4 separate regions of the Mus musculus genome follow, and all the other regions are linked to region 1. A link is a contact called in public ChIA-PET and HiChIP or PLAC-seq data. All regions are on one chromosome and are shown on one strand. The core of a region is the stretch at or near the end of the contact, and the rest is flanking DNA. Distances in the headings are between cores, read along the strand shown. Region 1 has its middle 130 kb from the start of Gm14009. Region 2 overlaps Acoxl (acyl-Coenzyme A oxidase-like). Region 3 overlaps Gm39928 (a long non-coding RNA gene). Region 4 holds the start of Morrbid (myeloid RNA regulator of BCL2L11 induced cell death).

Region 1 (2,908 bases), core at 148-2,647:
AGAAAGAACAGTGTCTGGCTCTCATTGTCCAACATGAGAAATCACAACGTTCCTTTGGGGAATTCTTTTTCCTGGCAATAAATCCTCAGGGGGAAAAAATCCTGTGACAGAACCAGCCCCAGAGGAATGTCCATAGGTCAGAAGGAGGCCACCTAGCTTGGAAGGTTCTGGAAATTCTAGTTGGGCATTGGGAGGAGTCCAGGCAGCTGCGCTGATGCAAGGGGGCTCCAGAGAGGAAGGAGAACCTCGGGAGTTAGTCAGAGGACGTTGCTCAGAATGAGGGAGAGAGTGGGGGAGGCTACCAGTGGAGGCCAGGGACCGATGTCACTTCACTATCTGTAACTTCCTGTTTTGGAGAAAGAGCCTGAGCTTGCTTTGGGGGAGGGGAGCATGAAAGGTGAAGCCTGGAAGATTGGTGCTTGTGCTCTCACTGGAGGGCAAGAGGGGGTTTAAATGGTCAGAGCAGGGGCCTGGAGAGATGGCTCAGCGGTTAAGAGCACTGAATGCTCTTCCGAAGGTCCTGAGTTCAAATCCCAGCAACCACATGGTGGCTCACAACCATCCGTAATGAGATCTCACGCCCTCTTCTGGAGTGTCTGAAGACAGCTACAGTGTACTTACATATAATAAATAAATAAATCTTAAAAAAAAAAAAAAAAAATGGTCAGAGCAGGATGGGGTGACAGACCTGGGCAGACTAGAAGGAAAAACAATTGGTGATTCTGATTCATTCACCTCAATTGTCACAGAACAGAGCAAACACACATGTAATAAAATCATAAAAGTCTGTGGGAAGTAGAAGAAAGAAACTTCAGCAGATCAAAGCAGCTGATGGGTCAGATACTGGGGTCGGGCCTTTGAACCCCCCAAGGCTACACGAGGCTCCTACCTGGCTGAGATCTATGGCTCTTCTGTTCTCGGACTATTGACACAACAGCCTGGCTGCTCAGAGAAATGGGCTCTGAGGATCCTGGCATCCTTGAGGTAGCTCCAATTTCCTAGATGAGCGTGGGGAGAGTGGAGGGATCTGGGTCTCCTGAGAAGAATCGAAGGTGGAAACTGGAGATAAACACGGGGAGAGAGCTTGCTGTCTATGGCTCAATTGCTCTGCTGAACTGCCTCTTGGTTGAACTGCTGCACAGCCTGAAGGAAACCCTATTCCACCCAGGCTTCCCTCCAGAGCAAAATATCAGCCCTCCTCTGCCAGTGGAGTCCACTGGATAGCCAGGCCTGCTGTCCCCAGAGCCTCTGTCAAACCCGTGATCCTTCTCTTTCCCTGTGACCAACAGTATAGACTCCTGGAACTCAGAAGGACTCCACATGGCTAGAGTGTTCCCAGTGGAATCAGTAGTCTGTCACAGAAAAGGCAAAGATGACTCAGGAAGCAGACGTCTGAAGAGATGCCTGGCCTGACTCCATGGAGGTTTTAGAAAGACATTCACTCTTTCCATAGAGTGGAGAGCCTCACTGGTGCTATGCACATTAAACATCAGATGAACTCGCTCCATCTCAAGGGTATTCTGAGTACCCCTCCCCCAACCCTCACCAAGGGTCTTCCCTGCTTTTTGGTACCCTCTCCCAATCATATAGAATTTAAGGCAGATTATAAATTTAACTACTCTGCTAAGTTGCGATAAGTAATAAATTCATTTCTTTTTGTGTGTGTTTTAAAGCTTTGTAGAAAACAACAATGTCAACAACACTAACCCAAACATTGTAAGGCTGAGACACAAAGACATTGAGTTTGAAGGTAACCTGGGCTACATAATGAATTGTATATTCCAGACCAGCCTGGGCTACATGGCAAGCCCTGTCTCAAAAATAAACAAATAGATGAAAATCTATTTTTGCCCAAAATAACTGTTTACGGTAACTTCCATGAAATGCCCCAGGTCTGGGTTTTGCTGTTAGTGTCTCCAGCTGGGCACGATCTTTGATGTAATCAGTGACTCAGCTTACTCGAAATAAACCTGTTGTCAAAGATTCAAAATTTATCTCTTTGACACACACATGTCTTGTGACCCGCCTGTCCTTCTGCTCAAAGCACTGTCCCAATCCCTCTGACTCAACGGGGAAACCACAATCTACAAGAAGCCAGAGCGTTCCCACACCTGGGGTGGGCTGCGCGTCACCAGCAGGGCAGCAGATGTCATTGTGCCTGAGCAGGAAGCTCGGCAGGATGGCTTCTTTGCCACTCCTCTGTCCACAGGAAAGCATGGTGACGTGGTGGATTCGTGATTTGGTGGGGAGCACGGTGAGGTGTGACTTGCCATCCTCTCTAAATAGATTGTTCAACCCAGAAGCAGTTGTTTCTTGGGGGAGGCATAACTTGAGGTAGGTCTGGAGATGGCAATGGCTCTTGAGCTCTTGGCTAGCACCTGTGTCGTCCTGGGGCCACTGCTGACCCACCAAGACCCTCTACAACAGGTGCTGCATGTCATAGCTGAAGGCTGTCCCACTCACCCAGGTCCCCCACCAGTCACTCACAACCATGCAAAAAGGGAAGTCTTGGCCAAAACTCACTGTCGGTTTGGTGCCTGCTCTCAGAATGGCACTGTCTGAGAATAATGAGGTGCTCTGTGTAAAGAAAGGGGAGAGAGTCAGGGCTGCCTCCAAAGCCCTGTTCTAGACTCTGTTGCTGTGGTGGTTTGAGTGAGAAAGCCCCCCCCCCCCCGTGGGCTCACATATTTGAATCTTTGATACCCAGTTGGTGTGCCACTGGGGATGGGCCTCTCTCTTCTCTCTCTCTCTCTCTCTCTCTCTCTCTCTCTCTCTCTCTCTGTGTGTGTGTGTGTGTGTGTGTGTGTCCCCGTCCTTGCTGCCTGCAGACTGCAGATCAGGATGTAGCTTCCAGTTACCTCTCCAGCACCCCATCTGCTGTGTGCTGCCATGCTCCCTGCCACAATGA
Region 2 (2,908 bases), core at 202-2,701, 230 kb after region 1:
GTGGTTTAACTGACATCCCTGCAGGCCGGAAGGTTGTTGCCCCACTGATCCAGCATTGAACCAATGAGCACATGTGCAAGGATTACTTTATTGGTTTAGTTCATCTAGTCCAAGCTCACAGTGGTAGGAACATCACTGAGGTTTGTGACCTCAACTGACCACAGGGATCTGTCTACTGCCTTTGGAGAGGGTATTCTTGCATGAGCCAGTTTATCTGTCCCCGTGCCAACCCTGATCTGGGAGATCTCCATGGAACTTTATAGGTCTATGAGGACTGGCCCATCCTCACCAGATCACCAAAGTCCTGTTTCCCAAAGTCTGGCCTCAAATCAAGAAGCCAGCAGAATGTCTAGGCTCTTTGGGCTTACCTGTCTGCTGCCAGAACTGGCCCTCCACTGGGCATCTCTTGCAGTCTGACCTGTCACCAGTCTGACTATGTGGATTCTATGCTGCTGGGTAGCCTGGGGACCCATTACTATTTTTCCATGTGACATTGAAGTGTCTAACACAGATCCCAGCACAGGATAGACCCTAGTGAATCCTCATCGATGCCATTAGTCGAGACAAATAGGGCCACCTGTTGGACCTCACTGTTTCTAACTTACGTAGAAAACTGCAATGACTTTCCGGTACACATCCTAGCCACTGGGATGGCTTGTTTGAGTGAGACCTTCAAGTCCTGTCACTGAGATATAGCACATGCACTGTTAGATGTGAAACCTGTATCAACCTTGAGTTTGCAGCTCAGTGATATTTTAAGTGTCTGGAGGAGGTGCACGCGCATGCATACGTCCATGTGAATGCACGTGGGGGCAGGAGTTCCACGTCAGGATCTTCCCCAGTTGCCCTCCAGTCTGTTTTTTGAAACAGACTCTTTTGCTGAACCTGGAGCTCCCCGCTTTGGAAAGACTGACTGGCCAGAAAGGCCCAGAGAGCATCATTCCTGCCTCCTCAGCACTAAGACTACGGGTGTGTGATACATCAGATCCTGGGACTTGAACTCGGGTCCTCATGGCTGCGTGAGGACTTTAATAACCAAGTCATTTCTCAATACACACACACACACACACACACACACACACACACACACACACACACACAAACAACACTCATCAGTGATTTCTTTCATATGTGTACATACCCCCTGGAATCATGTCACTCAATTGAGAGACAGAGTTCCCCAGATAACTTCTGTGCTTCCGCATGCAGCACCACCCTCTCCCTCTCTGATTGTGACTGCTGCACTATATCACCGTCAGCTGGCTTTCCTCCTCCTCGACCGTCGAATACATGGGGTATCTGGTATACACGCTTTCACATCACTAAGCATGTCAGTAGAACTCACACATGCTGCGTCACATGATTCACTATGTGAAGCCAACCACAGTTTACTTGTCTAGTTTCATATCTATAAACATTCAGTTTCCAGTTTCCAACTTGGGGTTATTAATAGAGCTGTTAGGAACACTCCTGTATAAGGCTATTTATGAACCATGTAGCATCATTTCTTGGCCATATCTCTAGGGACAGAATTTCTGGATCATAGAATAAGTGTACATTTAACATTACAATAGACTTCCAAACTAGTGTGTGTGTGTCTGTGTGTGAGTCTCTCTCCCTCTCCCTCTCCCTCTCCCTCTCCCTCTCCCTCTCCCTCTCCCCCCTCTCTCTCACTGTGTATGAGTGTGTGTGTGTGTGTGTGTGTGTGTGTGTGTGTGTGTAATTGAACCCAGGGCCTTGTGCATGGTAGTGAATGAATGCTCTAACATCACGTTGCATCCTCAGCTTCTATGATTGCATTTAGAATGTCTTAGTTATGAGAGCCAGCGCTGCCCTGCGTTACCCCTGGGGCTGAGTGGCATCTAGCAGTTCAGTTGATATGCGTCAGTGGGTGGGTGTTGGTTCTTCTTTGTGGTTTTGATTTCTAGCTCTCTATGACTAATAAGATTAGGCGAAGTTTCACGTGCTCATTAGCTCCTCTTTTATCTTCTTTTATGAGGTGTCTTTTCAAGTTTTTTTGTGAAAACTTTTCTTAGATCATATCTTTTTCATTATTTCATCCTGGGGGTTCTTCACACATTCTGATAAAACCTTTTGCCAGACACAGACAGACACTGCAAGTAATTCCTCCCCTCCCCCAGGTTTAGTGTTTGCCTCTGCCCTGATGTGTGTCTTTCAGACAACAGCAATTTATCAATAGCTAATGTAAGCAATTGGTGCTTTCTGTGTTTCCCTAAGAAATCTTTGTTTACCATGGCTTCCAGTAGATATTGGTGATGCTTTTCTGTTTTCTCTGGAAATTTTACAGTTCCCCTGATTATATTCAAGTCTATGTTGGTCTTTAATAAACATTTGTGCACGGAGTAAGAAACAGACCACAGCTTGCTTCTTTTTCATTCAGAATCTACTTTTTCTCACTATTTAAAGAAAAAATCCTCCTCATTGTTTAATTTATTTCATGTGAGAATTTGAGTGGGCAAATATGTGGGCTAAGTGGGCCTGGCAGTGCTCTGCCGGTCTGCCTAACTTCCTGCCAACGTCCTCAGGCCTGGACTAGGACAGTCTCGGCACACGCTTTGAAATCAGTTGGCACCAGCCCTCAGTGACTTCCACTTTTTTCAAAGTTCTGTGGGCTATTTTACATCATTTGCATTTCCATATAAACTGTCAAGTGAGTTTGTAAGTTTACAAACACTCTTTCCAAGATTTTGACTGAAGTGGAGCTGACTCTGAAGGGGGCGTGGGACATCTCATGGCAACGTTAAGTCTCATACACTAACAAGATATGTGTCCTGCCATTGTTAATATCTCTTGACTTACTCTGTGCATATTATGTAGTGTTTTGTGCACTGGTCTTTTATGCTTTGGAATTTTCACTGCTGAATATATATATATATATATATATATA
Region 3 (2,908 bases), core at 214-2,713, 200 kb before region 1:
CACCTAAGTACTAGGTACTTATGAACTAGATGGTGGGTGTCACCCCTGGCAGGTGCTTGCTAAGATGGGCAGGTGGATGAACTACCTGAGAAAGACTTTACAGAGAAAAATGAGTCTGAGATGGGAAAGTAGCATGCATACACTATTAATTAATAGTTCTTATATAATTAATTATGAATTAACGATGGACTTTTATAATTCCAATCAATAAATATAATCCACTCTCCTTTTATTTTTTTGATCAAAATTTTATTTACTTACTTAGTCCACAGCCCATATTCAAGTCAAATCAGGACACAGTGTTAAATACAGCTTCTATAAAAACATTCTTCTCAGGGCTTTGAGAACAGCTTATCAGGAAAAGTACTTTCCATGCAAGCGTGAGAACCAGAGTTTGTATCTCTAGAACCCATGAAAAACTTAGTCAGGCATGGCAGACTTTCTATAATTGAGCCACCTGGAAGTTAGAGACAGAGGCCTAGCAGGATGGCTAGAAAGATTTATAAAAACAATGTGCTCCAGGTGCAGTGAAAGACTTAGCTTCATAACAAAGAAGATATTTGATGTTAACCTTGGGCTTCCACATACATGCATACAAACATGTATTTAATAGCCCATATTTGCATATATGCATGCACATATACATGCATGCACAGCACACACACATACAAATGGTGAAACTAACTAACTAAATAAATGAAATTCTTCTCTTATTATTTACAAAACAGCCAAGAATAAATTAACAATCAAATTTTAATATATTAAAAAGGGTGGTCTTTCAAAGGTTTATGTGGTGTTTCAGGTCTTAGTTTCAGAACTAAGAAATTACTTTTACAAGATTCTAATGTCAAAAAAAAAGTGGTATTATAATAAATACCTGGATGTTGGTTTTTGATGAGATTTAATCCACTCTCCTTTAAGTAGCTTTAGCTAGGGTATTTTATCACATCAATAGGTACACATCAAAAGGAAGACAGTGATAATGACACTGGTAATTCTTACAGTTTCCCATTGACTTCTGGTACTCTTGTGCTTGCACATGCTCGCAGAAGCACTCTTTCATAGAAGTTGCTTTAGGATCTCTGTCAGATAGTTCTGATCCCACCGTCCTATCACCTCTGCTATCTGCTGATGCTCCTCCTGCGAAAGGGGCATAAATGACTCATTCTTTCTCTTCACTTGAAAAGCTGGGGGAGGGGGAGGGCACTGATGTTATCGCCACGGGGCTCTGGTGAAGGTCTCGACTTCCCACTCAGCCTTTTTGCTATGAACCATCGTGGTGATCCACACTTCCCACACGGTCTCCAGTGGCACCTTGCAAGGGCAAAGGGGCTTCATGCTGCTTGGAATATGGAAGACGCTTCCCATTCAGCTTCCTTTTCACAGAGGGTTAGGGTGACGCCTGGTAGCCGTGAGTCTGGGCTCCCCACTCAGAGCCTTTGCTGGTGTGGGTAGCAACTAGACCACAGCTTCTTGATGGCATTTGGCAGAAGTGGTGTGACTGCGGTTCCTTTGTCTTTCTAGGCTGTCTTCTCCTGGTCCTGTGGCTGTGGGGAAGCAGTCTTTCGTGAGCTATCTTTGTGTTCTAATTTCATTTCTGTGGCTGTCATAAAATACCCTGACACCCCCGCCCCCCCCCAAAAAAAGGTAACTTAAGTGAGACTTTATTTGACTTGAAATCCCAACTAACAGTCCAGTCTATCACTGCAGAGAAATCAAGGTAGGAACTCAAGGCAGCTGGTCTTGCCATATCTAAGAGCAGAGAGAAAATAAATGCATGCTTGCTCAATTGCTTTCTAGTGCTCAGCTTGATTTATCCATTCTTATACAGTTCAGAACTCCCTGCCTAGGGAATGGCACTACCCACAGTGGTCGGGGTCTCCCCACATCAATTAACCTAAGACAGCCCTTCGCCAACAAGCCCACAGGCAAAAGTAGTGCAGACAATCCTTTTGTTGAACTCTCAGCCCAGGTGATTCTAGGTTGTGTCAAGTTTGACTGTTAAGCTAACCACTGTAGTGTCCATTGGTGCCTCCAGGTTGCTAGCTTCTCCAGCTCCAGATCTGGGTCATGGAAGGTGAAAAGTGAACTCAGAACTTCTTCTTGTTCTGTGACTTGGGTTCTAAGTTAAGTGTTGTGTGCTTTTCAACTAACAGTGATAGATTCCACCCACGGACACAATGAATTTTACAAACATGACAAAGATCCAAAAACAATAAAGCCATCACTGAAGGGGCTGTATACTACATACCAGCCACCAGTTATAGCAGTTTTACAACCGACTGGCTCCTGTGAGCTAATCTGGCCTTAAGAACTCCCATTATAATGAGATAAGCATCTGAATCTGTTACTCAACGTAGCTACTATTTCCACACCAACTGATTTCTACCAAGAAATCTCCCCTTGCGAGTTATTAAAGGAGCACACCCGGTGAATTCAGAAAGGACACAATTGCCACATTTGAGTCACAGGGAGGTGGGTGGAGGCAGGAGGAGTGATTCTGTAAAAATGGCTGGAATAGGTGGGAGAAGGTAGGAGTTGCTGAAAAGGTGAAAGAGAAGAACTGTCAGATCTAAGAATCCTCTGCCTACTAGGGGGAGATGGCCCGGGTAATGGTTTCAAGGTGGTGGGACACAGAGGAACAAGGGCAAGAGGATGCTATGGGAGGATAGAAAAGTGCGATAGAGATGTGAGAGGTGGCGTCTCAGCTGATTGTGGGGGACTATGGGGTGGAGAGACCAGCATGCACAGACACCAATGCTACCAGAGGAGGACGTGCACTGTGCCTGCCAGAAGCCTCAGCTGGCTGTACGGATGGATAAAAGATGTGATGTCATGAAGTGATTGAAAATAACCGTGAGAGGGTTTTAAAGACAAAATGACCCCTCCCCCTTTTTGAGTGAAAATG
Region 4 (2,908 bases), core at 105-2,604, 130 kb before region 1:
ATATCGGTCTTTTAATGATAACCAGTTATGGTTTGTATTGAAAAGCCCTCCCCTCATATATTTTGCTGTTCTCGGAAGTCTGGGCAGACTGTGCTAGATAGCCTGCTCAAACAACACGATGTCCTGGAGGAGCTGGACTGGTGTTTGGAGGCTTTAGAGGACAATGTACTTGCAAGCTGTTGCCAAGGCCAAATCCTCCGTCTCCTTAGGACTGAACATTCTCAACCTTCCTAGCCCTGCTACTCCTTTAATAAGCTCCTCATGTTGTGGGGAGCCCCAACTGGAGATTATTTCCATTGCTACTTCATAACTGGAGTTTTGCTACTGTTATGAATTATAATATAAATATCTGTGATTTCCAATGGTCTTGGTTGTCCCCTGGGAAAGGGTCATTTGACCCTCAGAGGGGTCTTGACCTATGAATGGATGAGTTTCTTCCCTTGCCCCTGTACCCCCAAATTCTCTCTCCTCCCTGCCTATACTGTTAGCTTTTCCCTAACCTGTTTAAGAGACTCTCTGGCACACATATCTGCTCTTACGTATGCTGTGTTAAGATTCTCTGATATACTGAAATGTACGTTTCAAAAGTGAAACCTCTGCTTTTTTTTTTTTTTTTTTTTTTTTTTTTTGGACAGTGCTGACTTTTGGGGGCAGGGAGGGGTGGGCAAAGATATCAACAATCACAGCAACCCTACCTGGCCTCACCAGAGGCTGCTCAGTGGTACATGGGTTCCGCTTTCTCTGGAGTACTTCTCATAGTTCAAAAAAGCTTGAAGCTGCGGAAGACAGCCCCGCCCTCTGCATCATTCAAAAGAAAACTCAGACATAGAGGCGGGCTCTTGGTTCTTGCATGGAAACGTTCAGGATTCTTTCAAAGTTAGAGAACCATAACTTTGTTTTTTACTCCTTGGTTCTTTTATTCATGTGATTTAGCCTAGCAAGACTAAGTCACACATGCTAACAGCCAGCTCAGAATAGATATAATGATTTTAGATCAAAACTCTGTGCAGAAAAAAAAAAATCATGGACTGAAATAGGGGATATCAGGGCCAAGCAAACTCAGATGCCTTAAGGAAATAGCAAAAATGGGTTCTTCCCTCTTCTGTGGACGGCCAGCGTGTTACAGCACCCGTGTGCATGTGAGATCTCTGCCTTTTATTTTCAGTTACCCCCAAGTCTCCTAACCAAAGCGTCTCCTCCCTGATGAGGGTGATCACTGGCTACAAGCCTGGGGCTTCCACACCCAAGGTCTGGGAAGCTGCTCTTTCCGGAAGGGTGGTAGAGACCCTGGGAACCAGACCAGGCGGGCTCACAAAGTATGAAGAGAATGTCGGGAGAGGAAGTGGTGGCTCTGAGTCAGCACGAGTCATCTGGTTCCAGTGACAATGAAGACTGAGGTGTCTGCTTTGCAGTTTTTTTTTTTCTTTTCTTGTCTTTTTTTTTTTTTTTCCTAATCATGTGGACATCTCTGAGAATGAGGGGACTGGGTGACTTTGCAGTGTCTGCTTTCTAAGTTTCAAAGTGACTTTCCAGGCAAGCTGCGCATATCTTGGGATCTTCACAGCACAGTGGCTGGGAAGGCAGGCGGACCCGTCTATCAGCTTCTCCCTGGTGAGTACTCTCAGTCAAAGATGTTTTCCGTGCACCTCTGAGCTGTGACAGCTGCTGTGTTCTGGGGTAGACACTGCTTCTCCCAGACTTTGAAGGTTTTGTGAGGTCAGAAAAGTGGCTCCCTCTGCCTCCAGCCCACCTGTTGTGTCTGTTGCGGGACTCTTGGAGGAAGTTTCTGAGCTGTGCCTTGTGGATGGTGGCTGTGTGTTATGCTGTCTCAGAGGAGAGCGTGAGGCTTGCCTGGGAAGGAAGCCACCACGGATTCCTAGCTAGAAGCTAAAGTGAAGGTCAGAGACGGAGGTGGGTGAGTTTGTGTTAACTGGGCACTGAGGTTGAACTAGTTTCCGCTCCTAAGAAGCAGAAGGAAGAGCCAACCCCGGGGGCAGCTTCTGGTCTCTGACTCAGGCAGCCAGGCCTGAGCTGTCCAGCTTCAGGGCAAGAAGTATGGCAGCGAGGCAGAATTTTGTCTTTTCTCTGAACACGCTACATCCCGTGCTTCCCTTTAACGCTCCAGGTGGAAAATGTGTTCAAAAGCAGAAAGAAAAGCCACAGGCTAGGGACCAGGAAGGGCATGGTGGAAGATGGGGGAAGGGAGTGGGCTGAGTTACTGCTATTCTTACAAACATCTTTACTGTCAAATAAACAGTTACAGTAACTGCTGTGCCACTTTTAAAGCAAATCTAAAAAGCGGTCATTTGCTTAAAAAGCTGCATAGCAGGCTGCAGGGAAGACAGGAGCCTGTTCTGAGCAACTCACTGGGGCGTGTGGGGCTTCCCGGGTTAAGAATGAGTCAGCAACCTAACTGAATGAGCCCTGAGAGCAGCTCCATTCACTCTGAGCGTAACAGGAGTTTGCCGGCTCGGGTCTTTGCATGATATCAGCATTGCCTGGCCCTCTGTGAAGAGGATAGTCACACACGTTCAGCTTTCTCCTGGAATGTACCTGAGAGGTCTCTTGGCTGTCTCCTTGTCAGGAATACTGTGTTCGGCTTCTTCAGCATGCCTGGGCTGATGACAATCATTTTGGGTCCTGCCCCTGACCGAGCACAGAGTTTGTTAAACGAACTCTGGGGTGCAGGAAGGACCAGGGTAGTCTAGAGCCGCAGTCGCACCCCACCCTTTGAAATAGTTCACACCCTTATGATTGGGAGAATCGGGTGAGACATGAATTTTGAAGCTGGCTTCCACAAGAGGCAGGCACTAACTTGGCTTAAATAAATCAGAGTGCAAGCTTCAGAGAAAGAAAGCCTCCAAATACCTTTGAGAAGAATTCCTATCCTAGAGCAGTTCTATACACG

The links. ChIA-PET counts read pairs in DNA pulled down with a chosen protein or histone mark. HiChIP or PLAC-seq counts read pairs in DNA pulled down with a chosen protein or histone mark.
Region 2: an RNA polymerase II ChIA-PET map of effector CD8 T cells shows a contact between it and region 1, with 3 times the contacts expected there. The contact joins two enhancer-like sites. A contact is called at or near these places in 1 of 484 Hi-C or Micro-C datasets (bone marrow-derived macrophages) and 1 of 115 datasets of contacts at active chromatin or transcription factors (effector CD8 T cells).
Region 3: an RNA polymerase II ChIA-PET map of memory CD8 T cells shows a contact between it and region 1, with 21 read pairs. The contact joins two enhancer-like sites. A contact is called at or near these places in 4 of 115 datasets of contacts at active chromatin or transcription factors (CD8 T cells, effector CD8 T cells, memory CD8 T cells and 1 more).
Region 4: a BATF HiChIP or PLAC-seq map of CD8 T cells shows a contact between it and region 1, with 8 read pairs. The contact joins the promoter of Morrbid here to the enhancer-like site in region 1. A contact is called at or near these places in 2 of 484 Hi-C or Micro-C datasets (double positive thymocytes and pre-B cells) and 3 of 115 datasets of contacts at active chromatin or transcription factors (CD8 T cells, bone marrow-derived macrophages and pancreatic cancer cells).

What each region holds. Positions count from the first base shown.
Region 1 is chr2:128,294,405-128,297,312 of GRCm38.p6, reverse strand. No RefSeq gene overlaps it. Among named protein-coding and RNA genes, the nearest start is that of Gm14009, 130 kb to the right of the region's middle. Within about 2 kb of position 1,397, at least 109 of the 459 cell types and tissues checked have an H3K27ac peak or open chromatin away from gene starts, as enhancers often do. A contact at or near this core is called in CD8 T cells, bone marrow-derived macrophages, double positive thymocytes and 4 more, where this site is marked.
Region 2 is chr2:128,060,099-128,063,006 of GRCm38.p6, reverse strand. The region is part of intron 14 of Acoxl (acyl-Coenzyme A oxidase-like); the gene reads right to left. Among named protein-coding and RNA genes, the nearest start is that of Bcl2l11, 64 kb to the left of the region's middle. Within about 2 kb of position 1,451, at least 74 of the 459 cell types and tissues checked have an H3K27ac peak or open chromatin away from gene starts, as enhancers often do. A contact at or near this core is called in bone marrow-derived macrophages and effector CD8 T cells, where this site is marked.
Region 3 is chr2:128,498,321-128,501,228 of GRCm38.p6, reverse strand. The region is part of intron 2 of Gm39928 (a long non-coding RNA gene); the gene reads left to right. Among named protein-coding and RNA genes, the nearest start is that of Gm39927, 22 kb to the left of the region's middle. Within about 2 kb of position 1,463, at least 46 of the 459 cell types and tissues checked have an H3K27ac peak or open chromatin away from gene starts, as enhancers often do. A contact at or near this core is called in CD8 T cells, effector CD8 T cells and memory CD8 T cells, where this site is marked.
Region 4 is chr2:128,427,797-128,430,704 of GRCm38.p6, reverse strand. It overlaps Morrbid (myeloid RNA regulator of BCL2L11 induced cell death), which reads left to right and starts at 1,354. Exons shown (of 3, transcript NR_028589.1): 1 at 1,354-1,611.